Regions from separate parts of the Sus scrofa genome. Here regions 1, 2 and 4 are each linked to region 3. Evidence: chromatin contacts called from public HiChIP or PLAC-seq data. All regions are on one chromosome and are shown on one strand. The core of a region is the stretch at or near the end of the contact, and the rest is flanking DNA. Distances in the headings are between cores, read along the strand shown.

Region 1 (3,022 bases), core at 300-2,799, 220 kb after region 3:
TCCTGGGCATCTTTACCTTTTGCTGACCTGCCCTAGCCACATTAGAATTATTTAGCACTCTGCTTTACCTCTGGGACCCAGCCCCTGCAGGGGGCATGGCAGGGTGACTGCCTATCTGGTCAGCTCTGGACCCTTTACTGAGCATTTACTATGTATGCCAAGCTGGTGGCGCAAGAGGCCCAGCCTCCCAGTGGCCACGGTCAGGATGATAGCGTGACCAGGGGTGTTTACTAAACCGAGAGCATCCCCAGGGATGACAACCCCACTGGGTGACAAACCCCACTGCAGAGGCTGAGACTGAGATAGGAGTGTCAGAGGCTTGACTGGGCTCACGTAGCAAGTGGGTACTCCTGGATATGCAGGAGGCTGGGACTGTGTTCTTCCCTGGGAACCTTGCTGTGTGACCCCCAACAAGTCCTTGAATCTCTTGCCTGCACACACTGTTGTCACACTTTACACCCACCCACAGTCTGCCTTGCACATCTGCCCATCCCCTCTGAAGTCAGGGGGCTGGAAACAGGCCCAGGAATGATGCCTGGGGCCAGGAGTCCTGAGCAGTAGAGCAAGGTCTAGGTCTAGGTGCCCCAGGGAGAAGTGTATTTCTGGGACACCCCCTTTCCTTCCATCATCTGGTGGCTGCACCTGGCACCGGTCCTCCCTTCCCTAGGCCCCAGCACCCTAATTTTCTGCCACCTCCTCTTTGGGCCCAGCTAAGGGATTGGGGCCCAGAGGACCTTCATCCTTGCCCAAGCCTTCAAGAAGCTCTGTCTGGGGCAGACAGAACCAAGCACACACACTCCCAGTGCTGTGGGGTCAGGGCTGGGCTGGAGGAAGGGATGAGTTGGAAACACTCTGCTGAGCATGAAAAGATAATGTCAGAGAAGGCTTCCTGGAGGAGGGCTTTTTGAGTAGGGTTTTGAGGAATGGATAGGAGTTCCTCAGCTGAGGAACTGCAAAAACATACAGTTTATCAAGCACCTGCTATGTGCCTGGCCCTGTCCTTTACACCTCATTTGACCTTCTCTCCAGGGAAAGTCTCAATCCTAATTTTCCAGATGAAGAAATAGAGGTGCGATGAAGAGGAGTGACTTACTCCAGGTTGCATTTCCTGGCTCTTTCTGGCCCCTTTCCCTCTACTTCCTTTGTTCTTCACTATCTTCAGCCTTTGACCCTAAGCAGAGAGGGGAGAGATGGACTCCCATGGAGGAAGAAGGCTACTACCTCTTAAGCTCTTGCTATGGAGTTTAGCACATAGTAATAAATCTTTTCTGAGAAAATTATTCTTTCCGCCAGCCCACCTAGCTGAGATGATGTCCTCATTTCACAGCAGAGGATACTGAGGCTTGGTGTGGAGCTTAGGGGGGTTCCCCAGCATACCTAGTATCACCCCCCCCAATCAAAAGCACCACCCCATGAAAAGCACCCGAAGACTCCTCCCAGTTGTGGTCCCTGGAGTGTTTACTCTGCACCCACGGCGGGCGGGACCAGGCAGGCAGGGGCGGACAAAGTCCGGGGACTATAAAGGCCGGTCCAGCAGCGTCCGGTCAGTCCCAGCTTAGTGCTTAACCGTCAGAGTCATGCCTGGGCAGCTACCATCACCACCGCGCCGCTCTCCGACGCTGCTGATGCTGCTGATGCTCTCCTGGCTGCCGTCGGGAGGCGCCCTATCTCTGGCCCAGGAGCACCTCCCAGCTTTACCGGGACCCTCAGACGTGCACTCCAGTTCAGATGTCTCCAGATTCCGGGAGTTGCGGAAACGCTACGAAGATTTGCTGACCCGGCTTCGAGCGAACCAGACCTGGGAAGACTCGAACCCGAACCTCATCCCCGCTCCTCAAGTCCGGATAGTCACTCCAAAGTGTGAGTAAAATTGGGAGACCCCACTCTGGGCAGCACTCATCATCTCACCAATTGTTCTGAGACACAGATCCCAAGGCTAGCGGCCCAGCCTCAGTTTCCCTACCTGTGAACGGAGCAGCTACGTCCCACCTTGGGGCTGATGGGGGAGGTAACGGCCGGGTTTGCAGAAGGACGAGGCGGGGCTTAGCCAATCTGAGATGTTACAACACCTTCCGCGGCGCAGATGGGGAAACTAAGGCCAGAGGATCCAGCGACTCTACTGAAGGCTCACAGAGCCTGGAGAACCCAGACGCAAGGTCGGGCGCGGGGCCGTGGTCCCTGCCCTTGGATGTAAGGAAAGGATAGTAGGGGGATTTCCAGGGGAGTAAGATCCAGGGGTCCGGCGGAAGGGAGGAGAGGGGGCGGAGACAGAACGGTGCGTAGAGATGGGCAGAACCTGCTTGGGCTGGTTCCGAATCTGATGCAATCGCGCGCCAAGACACTGCTGAAATTGCACGTGACTGGTTCCCTAGGGAAGAAGTGGAGTATTTTCATGCCCTCCACCCAGCCTCCAGAGGGCAGAGGGGGCGCAAGATCTGGGCTGCTCTTAAGAACTGAGAGGGGTTGAGGGGAGGGGTTGAGGGAAGGGTGTTAGGCAGAGAGTTCTTATCCCGCCCTAATTCCACTTGTGCTGAGGAACTCCATGTAAACCTCTCTCCCCCTCTGAGCCTATTGACTGGGTTGAGAGTCCTCAAACCTCAGTCTCTCCAGTGTCCCCAACATCTGTACCAACCTGGAAGTCTGAGAATTCTGGGGAGCCAGGTACCCTTCATTTCTCAGATAGATCCAGAGAGTTGAAAACACAGTAGCTGCTGTATCCCCAGGGCCTTTTGTAGGCACTTAGTCTGTCTAAAGATGAGATATGCATTCATTCCTGCAAGTATCAAGTAAGCACCTACTGTGTACCAGGCGCAGTGGTGACCAAGCAGACAGAAACCCTTGCTGAGATTCTGGTGGCGGAGACAGATGCTACACAACGAAGTAAAATAGGACTGTGTCTATTTCAGGCAGGCTGGAGGGATGTGTAATCAGCCATGCAGAGATTCAGAGCAAGAGCATGGCCAGTAGAGGAAGTAGCTCGTGCAAAGGCCCTGATCTGGGATTCAGCTTGGAGTGTTGGAAG
Region 2 (2,871 bases), core at 60-2,559, 140 kb before region 3:
GTAGGAGGCCCCTCCAGAGGGCATGGCCCAGGAGTTCTTCCTGTGGCTTAGTAGGTTAAGAACCCAAATAGCATCCCTGAGGATGCAGGTTCAATCCCAGGCCTTGCTCAGTGGGTTAAGGATCCAGCATTGCCACGTCATAGGTTGCAGCCACAGCTCAGATCTGGCATTGCTGTGGCTGTGGCTGTGGTATATAGGCTGGCAGATGCAGCTCCAATTTGACTCCATATGGAACTTCCATATGTCGTGGGTGTGGCCCTAAAAAATATGAGTAAATAAATAAATAAGTGGAGGGCATGGCCTGGCCTGCAGGAGGCAGCAGATAATCGGGAGGTCCTTCCATCTGGCTTTGCTGGAGCACCCACTATGAGCCAGGCTCCAGTAAGTACATGAGTAAGGAGGGCCATCCAGTCTTCAGGACCTGACCATAATTGGACCGGGAGACTCAGAGAAGTGAAGCCACTTACCGAATGAGGGAGATGGGGAGCCAGGGATTAAATTGGGGGTTCTACAGGTCAAGAGGAATTGGTGGAGGGCTCTCCATGGGGAGAAGAGTGGTGTGATCCTGGGGTGAGAGAGGACCTCCTGGGGTAGGATGGAGAGGAAGTTTCCAAACAAGTAGAATCAGGTCCCCTCAGGCCTTGGGCTCAGAATGCTGGAGTCGGGTTGGGGTGCCAGGCACTTGGCAGATGCTGGGCCCTGGGTGGAGAGGGAGGCTAATCTGGGCCCAGCTGAGAGCCCAGGCGCTGGCAGCCTCTGATAAGGCCAGGGGCCATCTGTTTGGGGATGATAGGATGGGCCCAAGAGTAAGAGTGTCTGGGGAGGTGTCAGTGGTGAGTGGTCAGACATGGGTTCAAGCCAGACTGTGCCACCGCTGGGTGCTTCTGGCCAGTGGTTGCCCTTCTGGGAGCCTCAGTTTCTTCTGTAAGATCAGGTGCCAGAGAATAGGGCACAAGGCTCACCCCTGGGAGCACTCAGGCTGATGGAGGAAGCACAGTAAACACACAGCAGTTGCAAACACAGCGACCAGAATCATAAAGAAATAAGCCCATAGCATGACTCTGAGGAGGTGACATTTGGGCGAGGGTGGGTACATTGGAGAAGGGCGTTCCAAGTAACAAAACAACCAGTGCAAAGGCCAAGAGCCAAGATCCGAGTTTGGTGTGTCTGGGGAACAACCAGATGGTGGCAGGGAGACCAGGGAGGAGGCTGGGGCGGCGCCCGGTCCAAAGGTGCCGGGTAGGGGACGAATGAGAACACAAGACAGCCGGGTAGCACCACGCCATCCACATCCGCCCCCGCCCGCCTCTGACTCAACAGCGCCTACCCTGCGAAAGCAGGGCCCGCCCGGCGCTGAGGGGTAGCAAAGTCAGCCGCGCCAGCACGCCGGCGGCAGGTCCCCTGAGGCCCGGGCGCGTCACGAGGCGGACGCGGAGAATCAGGAAGTCAGCCAACTCCGCGCCGGCCGGCGGCGCCCGCACAAGTTCGTAGAAGGAGGAGAAAGCTTGGGGGGCACCCGGAGGCGGCGGCGGCAAGGACCAGCGCTGAGACCTGGGAGGCCTGCAGACGCTCCCCAGCGGCGCGCCCGGCCTCCGCGGGCCCGACGGGCCCCCGCCGGGCGCGTCCTCCCCGCCGTGGGCCCCGGCCCGCGCCATGCGCCCGGGGGGCGTGCGCAGCTTCGTTCTGGAGCTGGCGCGGGGCCCGGGCGGCGCGTACCGCGGCGGGGAGCGGCTGTGCGGCCGGGTGCTGCTGGAGGCGGCCGCGCCGCTGCGGGTGCGAGCGCTCGAGGTGGCGGCCCGCGGCTGGGCGGCCACGCACTGGCTCGAGGGCCGAAGCGTGGGTATAAACGCCGTGTCCAGCGACTACGCGGCTGCCGAGACGTACTTGCGGCGGCGGCAGCTGCTCCTCCGAGGTGAGCCCCTCCAACCCCCACCCCCAAGCCAAGATACCCCGGGACCTTCTTCCGAGGAGTGGGCCCCCCTCTCCGGAGCCAGCCTTTCGACTTAGAGGCTGTGCAGTTGGGTGATCCTCCTCATGAAGTGGAGACCTCTTCCCCGGGGTGTGGACCTTCCTACCGGGACATCCACGCACCTACCCACTTCCTAAACCCTCTTTCCCAGGAATCCCTCCCAGGATCTGGGTGCACCCCATTCAGAGCCGGACAACCTCGACTTAGAGGTTTGCAGTGGAGACACCCCACCCCCTCACCCTCCACCACACACGCACTAAATGGGAGTCTGGGTGAATCCCTGGGTGGAGCTGGGAAATCCTTTCTGGATCACAAGATGCCACGTTAGCCCCAGGCCTGGGACCTCTGATTCCCAAAGAAGGGCCCTGTCTCATGTACTGTCAGTGCTCTTTCCCAGTGTTTGAAGGAAGGGCTCTTCACAGGGTTGGGGGTTCTGGTGGTGTTTGCACATGAGAGGGTAGGACTGTATCCTAGGCAGGGAGGAGACTTGGGCTGGCAGTCTTAGGTCTTGGACATGGCCTTCCCTTGCCCTGAACCTGAGATCCCAACCCTCAGGCTGTACAGCCAGTCAGGAGCAGAACAGGGGCCACAGAAGGAGTAAGTCTGTGTCACAATATGGTACTGTGTGGCTGAGGAAGATGCTAGACTCTCTGGGCTGCCCTGACCACCTCCTCTCAGGGAAGGCAGACCTCACCGTACCCACTGGCAAAATGGGTGGAGGCAGGAAGCAGCTCAGGCTTGGCTCCCTGCCTGCAGTACCCACCACACACCCGTTTTTTTGTTTTTTTTGTTTTTTGTTTTTTTTTTTCCGGCACTGTACACACCAGATGCTTTGCATGCAGGTTTGCAGCCTTGTCCCAGCAGCCCCCAGGTGTGCTGACCAGCTGTGGAAACTGAGGTGT
Region 3 (2,879 bases), core at 275-2,774:
TGGGTGTTTCCTCCCGTGCAATCCAGACCCTTGTCCCGTCAAGGCCCTACAAAGTCTGAATGTCTCAGTTACTTCCCTGACACTCCCAGCCTTCTCGCCTTTATCTGGACTGTTTTTTTTTTGTTTGTTTTTTTTTTAATCTTTTTGTCTTTTTGCCATTTCTGGGGCTGCACCCACGGCATATGGAAGTTCCCAGGCTAGGGGTCTAATCGGAGCTGTAGCTGCCGGCCTGCGCCAGAGCCACAGCAACACCAGATCCAAGCCAGGTCTGCGACCTACACCACAGCTCATGGCAACGCTGGATCCTTAACCCACTGAGCAAGGCCAGGGATCGAATCCGCAACCTCATGGTTCCTAGTTGGATTTGTTAACCACTGAGCCACGATGGGAACTCCTATCTGGGCCATTCTTTCCTCCCTCCCACACTGCTGTCCTGTCCACACCTTCCCAGGCTTACAAACCCAGATGTGCCACCTCTACCCGCAGCCTGGGGCAACTCTCCCTCTGGTAGCTTTATTTCCCAAACCTCACTTCTCCCATTTTACAGAAGGGGAAGTTGAGGCTCCACCACTTGAGGTGCCCAGCACAGTCCCAGGGCAAACCTGGCTCTGGCTGATTCCTGCCATCCTGGGTCTTCCACGGGCTGATCCCTCACCCCCACCCCATGTACACACTATAGGCTTTCAGTTATGACTGCTCCGACTCGGCTTCTCCTCCAGCAAGGGAGCTGGCTGAAAGGAGGGATGGCCTGCTCTCCCCAAGCCCTGGAGGATAGAAAGAAGAAATGCCAGATTTTTTTCTCTCCCACCCCCAAGCCAGGAGTGGGGGACCAAGAGAAGGGAGGTGCCCCTCCCTGCTCTGGCTTCTGCTTTCTGGCCCAGCTGTGGCCAAGCCTGAGTCAGCCTCACGGGACCACGCTGTTGGATCTGGAGCTTCAGGGCTGGGGAGCCTGAGAGGGGGAGGGGGAGAAAGTTGGGAAGAAGGGTCCTGGGCCAGGCTAGAGGGAGGGAACGGGGATGCGGCAGCCCCTGCCCACTCTCAGGCAGAGGATCGGCCACCCCCACCCACATCAGAGCACAGGGTGGGAAGGCAGGGTCTCTGGGCTAGGGAGGCGGGGCGGGGCTAGGTCAACCTGGCCGCCCCCAAGAGGGATCCCTGGGCCCAGAGTGGCCCTCCTAACTCTCGGTCTTGCTGTGTCTCTGTCTCTAAGCCCCCACCTCACCTCTGCTCAAGATGCTCAAGCCTCACACGGCTGGTCGGGGCTGATTGCGGGAAAGGGACGGGGGAGATCGAAGAGCAGCTCATGGTCCATGCGACTGGGGGCCCAGCACCTGGTGGGGGTGGGGGTAGGGTGGAGCTCAGGTGGAAAAGGTACACCCAGAGAGGGAGAGAGAGGAGAGAAGAAAGAGAGAAAGAGAAAGAAGGAAAGAGAGAGAGAAGTCGAGATGCTTAGAGACGCCGCCCGGGCCCCCGAGGGGCGTGGGCACCAGGGGGCGGGTTCGGCAGGGGGGCTGGGCCACCGCCGGCTTAAAGGCGGCTCTTTCCCGGGGCAGCTGCTTCTGCCGTCGTACGTTGGCCCCTCCGTCGTGATGGCCTCGTCGCCTCTCCTGCCGTTCCTGCCTCTGCTGCTGCTGCTGCTGCTGGAGGTCCCCGCGGCAGCGCCGGCGTCCCCGCTGCAGTCACTCCTCCAGGGGGCGGCCCCCTGCAAGGTAGGGACGGCTACTCGGCGGGAGGGACAGCGGGGACTGGCGCCCCAGTAGGGGGCCGGCGGCTCCTCCCCTCTCCCCAGACTTCGGCGGAGTCGACCGGGCTCGGGAAGGTGCTTCTCGGATCGGTACTGACCCCCTCAAAAAACACCCCGCCTCGCTGGTCACACTTTCCTTTCTCTTTCGCTTCCTTCTGAAATCTGAGTCGCTCAGCTATCCCCCACCCATCCCCCCGCAATTCCCCCACCCACCCCCCGCAATTCCCCCACCCCATCCCAGGGTGCATTGAGCACCTACTGTGTACCTCTGGAGCGGGAATCAGAATCTCTCTTTCAGCCCAGGGGAAGCCCGGATTACCTAAGCGCCCACCCGCATTCGTCAGGGGCTCCCGGGAGGAGCTCGCGTGTTTCTGGTGCGGAGGAAGCAGATGCCCCGGAGTCTGAGCGACTTGCTCACAGACGCGGGCGACCGCCACCCCTCAGCTGTAGCCGGAAGTCAGCACCTATTAGGCGCCGCCTCTGCAGTAGCCTTGGGAGGGGTTCAGTGAGCCCGCTGAGAGGAAGAATTTAAAAAGGAGTCAGCGCGGGTATAGACGCTCGCTCAGCTCCCGGCCAGGGCTCTGGGGATGAAGTGACAAATGAGCATGCTTTCGCGGTACGCACCGCTCAGAAGGCAGGATTGACGGCAGGGATCAGAAGTGAGCATGCCTTGAATTCTTACTGCTTGCAGTCCCCCCGCGTGGGGAGTTTCACCTAACCTGGAGGAAAGCAAGACTTGTGCATACATGAACTGCCTACTGTTTTCGAATCTTTTTCACATCCATTTTGCAGACAGACTGAGATTTAGGAAGATTTAGGGATGCTGTGAAGCCTTTAAGTCAGGATTCCATCTGGCAAGGTCTGGAAGGAGTGTATCACTTCCTGTTTGCAGCTCTTTTTCTGCAAGAGAACCAAGCAGGACTTCGTTTGATTTCACACCCCTTTCTCCCACGCAGGCCGGTGAGCCATGCCTGCAGAGACCCGTGGGGAAGTCTGACCCTCCACCTGTCAACGTGAACCTCTACTATGAGTCGCTGTGCAATGGCTGCCGGTACTTCCTAGTCCGAGAGCTCTTCCCCACGTGGCTGATGGTCTGGGAAATCCTCAATGTCACACTGGTACCCTATGGAAACGC
Region 4 (3,033 bases), core at 492-2,991, 200 kb before region 3:
AAAAAAAAAGAAAAAAGAAAAAAAAAATTTTTTTTTCTTTTTAAAGACTGGCTCTTTACCAGTAGAAGCTTAATTAGGTGTTGCCTTTGGCTCCTCCATTCCCCACCCTATACTGAACAACAATAAAATGTTCATGTTGAGTGCCTTCTTCTCAAATATCGTTCCAGGTGAATGGCTGATGCTATGAAGGAAATAAAAAGAGGGCCGGGGTGGGGCACCAACTCCTGGGGAGGCCAGGTAAGGTCCTTCTTAGGAAGGGATATCTGGTCAAAGTCCTGAAGAAAATGAAGGGGTCATTCATGGAAAAAGCTAGGGGCAGGGGGAATAGCACTGACCAATTCCCTGAGGCGGGACTTCATCTGGCATTTTGAGAAAGGAGGCTGATGTGGTTGGAGCTGAGAAAGAATGGGGATGAGGAGGAATGGGAGGTGAGGTCAGTCTTGCAGGCCAGTAGGGATCCACTTGGGGCTTGAGAGCAGGGGAGATACACGGATCCAATTTAGGTCCCTGAGGTGTCACTGGGGTTGCCTTCGGGAGAACAAACTCTGTGGTCAACTTGTCCTGCCTAAACTGCCCCCAAATCCATGCCCTGCTTCTCTTCCTACAGCCAGGCCCAGTACAGTCATCCTCAGACCCCTAATATAACCATTTTTACAGAGAAGGACCCTGAGGCTTAGTGAATGCACAAATACAGGTGCCCTGGACAAAGAGGCCCCCCAAACCTATTGCTGAATAAAATAAAAGAGCAAGATATGTGGAATTCCCTCGGTGACTCAGCGGGTTAAGGATCCAGCACTGTCACTGCTGTGGCTCAGGTCACTGCTGTGTGGCCAGTCTGATCCCTGGCCTGGAATCTCCGTATGCCCTGGACGCTGCCATAAACAAACAAAACAAAACAAAGCGGGGTGGGGGGGGTGATAGCAATCCAGGAGAATGGTCCCGGAGGAATTTGAGTCTTTCCATTACTTTGGTCAAATTCAATTTCTTTTTTTTTTTTTTTTTTTGTCTTTTTTGCTATTTCTTGGGCCGCTCCCTCGGCATATGGAGGTTCCCAGGCTAGGGATCCAATCGGAGCTGTAGCCACCGGCCTACGCCAGAGCCACAGCAACGCGGGATCCGAGCCGAGTCTGCAACCTACACCACAGCTCACGGCAACGCCGGATCGTTAACCCACTGAGCAAGCGCAGGGACCGAACCCGCAACCTCATGGTTCCTAGTCGGATTCGTTAACCACTGCGCCACGACGGGAACTCCCAAATTCAATTTCTGTTCTCTGAACCTGGAAAGCGCAGAGTGTTTTAATTTCTGTCCCTTTAATCTGCTCCCTCCCACTTTAAGCTTCGCACAAGGGAGGCAAAAAAATGTGGGCTAGATGAGAGTCTTCAAAGCACAAAGCGACTGCGACAGCGAAGAGCCTGCCTGAGAGGCTTCCTCTGGATAAGGGGATCAACCAACCACGCGTAGACCGCGGGTTCCGGCGCGCCCTGGCGGCCAAGCAACTCCTGGCTGAGGCCACTAAACTCACGTGTGAAGCCGAGGGAACCATTTTTCATCTGGACAACGGCCATCTTGGTAAAGGCAATGCTTTAGATTGTAGCTTTTAATCTTCTCTCCTGACTTGTTAATATCTGAAGTAAGCGCAGGGGAGGAGCGTTTATACAATATTCGCTCCCTGAAGAGACAAAGAAACGGCTAACTTCCTGGACTTGGACTGGAGACCAGGGCAGTATTTTCTCTACCAAGATGGCGACGGAGCTCTGACATAATCAGCGCGCGCCGCCCGGGGCTCTGAGCGCAGGCCCCCCTCGGTGACGTCACAGAGGCGCGACCGGGCCGGCGCCGGGGGAAGGAGGTAGGAACAGTGGCGGCGCGGGCGGAGCCGAGGGGCGGGGTGCGGGTGGGCCCCGCGAGGCTGCTGGGTCTGGGACCACCCATCTGGAAGGGCTGGAGATGGGGTGCTCAGAGACGGGGGCACCTCTGGTCCCCAGGCTCCAGGGCTCCCGCGGAGGCTATCCCCATTTCCCTGAGCGGGCGATTGAGACCCAGAGAGACAGTGTTCTGTTCTAGGCCACCTAGCTCCAGCCCTTCCCTCAGCAGCTTACAAACTTGGGGTAACAGTGCTGAGTACAGACGTCCCTGGCTTCTTGTAATGGGGTCAGGACTGGGAAGAGGATGACGGTCTGGGGGAGCCCAGAAGAGGTATCTGGAGGACTTCTTGGAGGAGGCAGCGTTGAGTTTCATCTTTTATTCTCTCTCTTACTTTCACAACCGCTCAACCACGTGGTTCTTGACTCCCTCCTAACTAACCCCTGCTTAGCCAGACCCCCTGCTTGAGCTCCCTGCTTCTGTCTCACTCATCCAGTTCACCTCCTCACCAAGCCCAGAGGGCTCTGACGCCCTCCGCACCTTCCCCAAACCCTGGAATACAAATCCCCCTTTCCCAGCCTGGCTCCCCCACACTTCTGGGGGCTTGGGGCTCCCCACTCCCTCAGGCCTTTTCTTAGCTGTCTCCTCCAGGAAGCCCTCTGACACGCCCTTCCCACCTCTCCACAGACAGGTCGGAAGCCCCCTCCCAGCTTCCCTAGCACCTGCTTGTCCCCACCACAGCTCTGATCTTGAGTTACCATTCTTATTGTCTGTCTCTCAGCCAGCCTGGGAATTCCATTAAATCAGGAAGCCCATCAGCAATGCCTTTCCCCAGCATCCCACACGTAATGCTAGGTGCTCGGTGCGTGTTTACTGAATGACAAAGTGTGTGAGAGAGCATTTATCGAACAAAGAAGAAAAACTGTATTAGTTAGCACCAGCTGCCATAACAAAATACTACAGACTGGGTGGCTTAAACAACAGAAACGTATTTGCTCACAATTGTGCAGGCTGGGAAGGCTAAATTCAAGGTTTGTTCCCAGTGCAGGCTCTCTTCCTGACTTGCAAACGGCCATCTTCTCACTGTGTCCTCACATGGTGGAGAGAGTGAGCTCTGGTGTCTTTTTTCTCTTCCTTTTTTTTTTTAGGGCCGAACCTGTGGCATAT

The links. HiChIP or PLAC-seq counts read pairs in DNA pulled down with a chosen protein or histone mark.
Region 1: a contact with region 3 is called in an H3K27ac HiChIP or PLAC-seq map of alveolar macrophages. The contact joins the promoter of GDF15 here to the promoter of IFI30 in region 3. A contact is called at or near these places in 1 of 47 Hi-C or Micro-C datasets (embryonic fibroblasts) and 1 of 2 datasets of contacts at active chromatin or transcription factors (alveolar macrophages).
Region 2: a contact with region 3 is called in an H3K27ac HiChIP or PLAC-seq map of alveolar macrophages. The contact joins the promoter of ARRDC2 here to the promoter of IFI30 in region 3. A contact is called at or near these places in 1 of 5 promoter capture datasets (liver), 4 of 47 Hi-C or Micro-C datasets (blood, embryonic fibroblasts, fetal liver and 1 more) and 1 of 2 datasets of contacts at active chromatin or transcription factors (alveolar macrophages).
Region 4: a contact with region 3 is called in an H3K27ac HiChIP or PLAC-seq map of alveolar macrophages. The contact joins the promoter of CCDC124 here to the promoter of IFI30 in region 3. A contact is called at or near these places in 2 of 47 Hi-C or Micro-C datasets (blood and retroperitoneal adipose tissue) and 2 of 2 datasets of contacts at active chromatin or transcription factors (alveolar macrophages and skeletal muscle).

Annotation. Positions count from the first base shown.
Region 1 is chr2:59,409,883-59,412,904 of Sscrofa11.1, reverse strand. It overlaps GDF15 (growth differentiation factor 15), which reads left to right and starts at 1,549. Exons shown (of 2, transcript NM_001174056.1): 1 at 1,549-1,860. The coding sequence starts at 1,578.
Region 2 is chr2:59,776,938-59,779,808 of Sscrofa11.1, reverse strand. ARRDC2 (arrestin domain-containing protein 2) reads left to right here and starts at 1,309. Exons shown (of 8, transcript XM_003123504.4): 1 at 1,309-1,912. The coding sequence starts at 1,654.
Region 3 is chr2:59,632,359-59,635,237 of Sscrofa11.1, reverse strand. It overlaps IFI30 (IFI30, lysosomal thiol reductase), which reads left to right and starts at 1,524. Exons shown (of 7, transcript NM_001131046.1): 1 at 1,524-1,709; 2 at 2,701-2,879. The coding sequence starts at 1,590. LOC106507303 (a long non-coding RNA gene) reads right to left here and starts at 2,463. Exons shown (of 2, transcript XR_002341594.1): 1 at 2,064-2,463; 2 at 1-1,702.
Region 4 is chr2:59,830,269-59,833,301 of Sscrofa11.1, reverse strand. CCDC124 (coiled-coil domain-containing protein 124) reads left to right here and starts at 1,741. Exons shown (of 5, transcript XM_005654904.3): 1 at 1,741-1,852.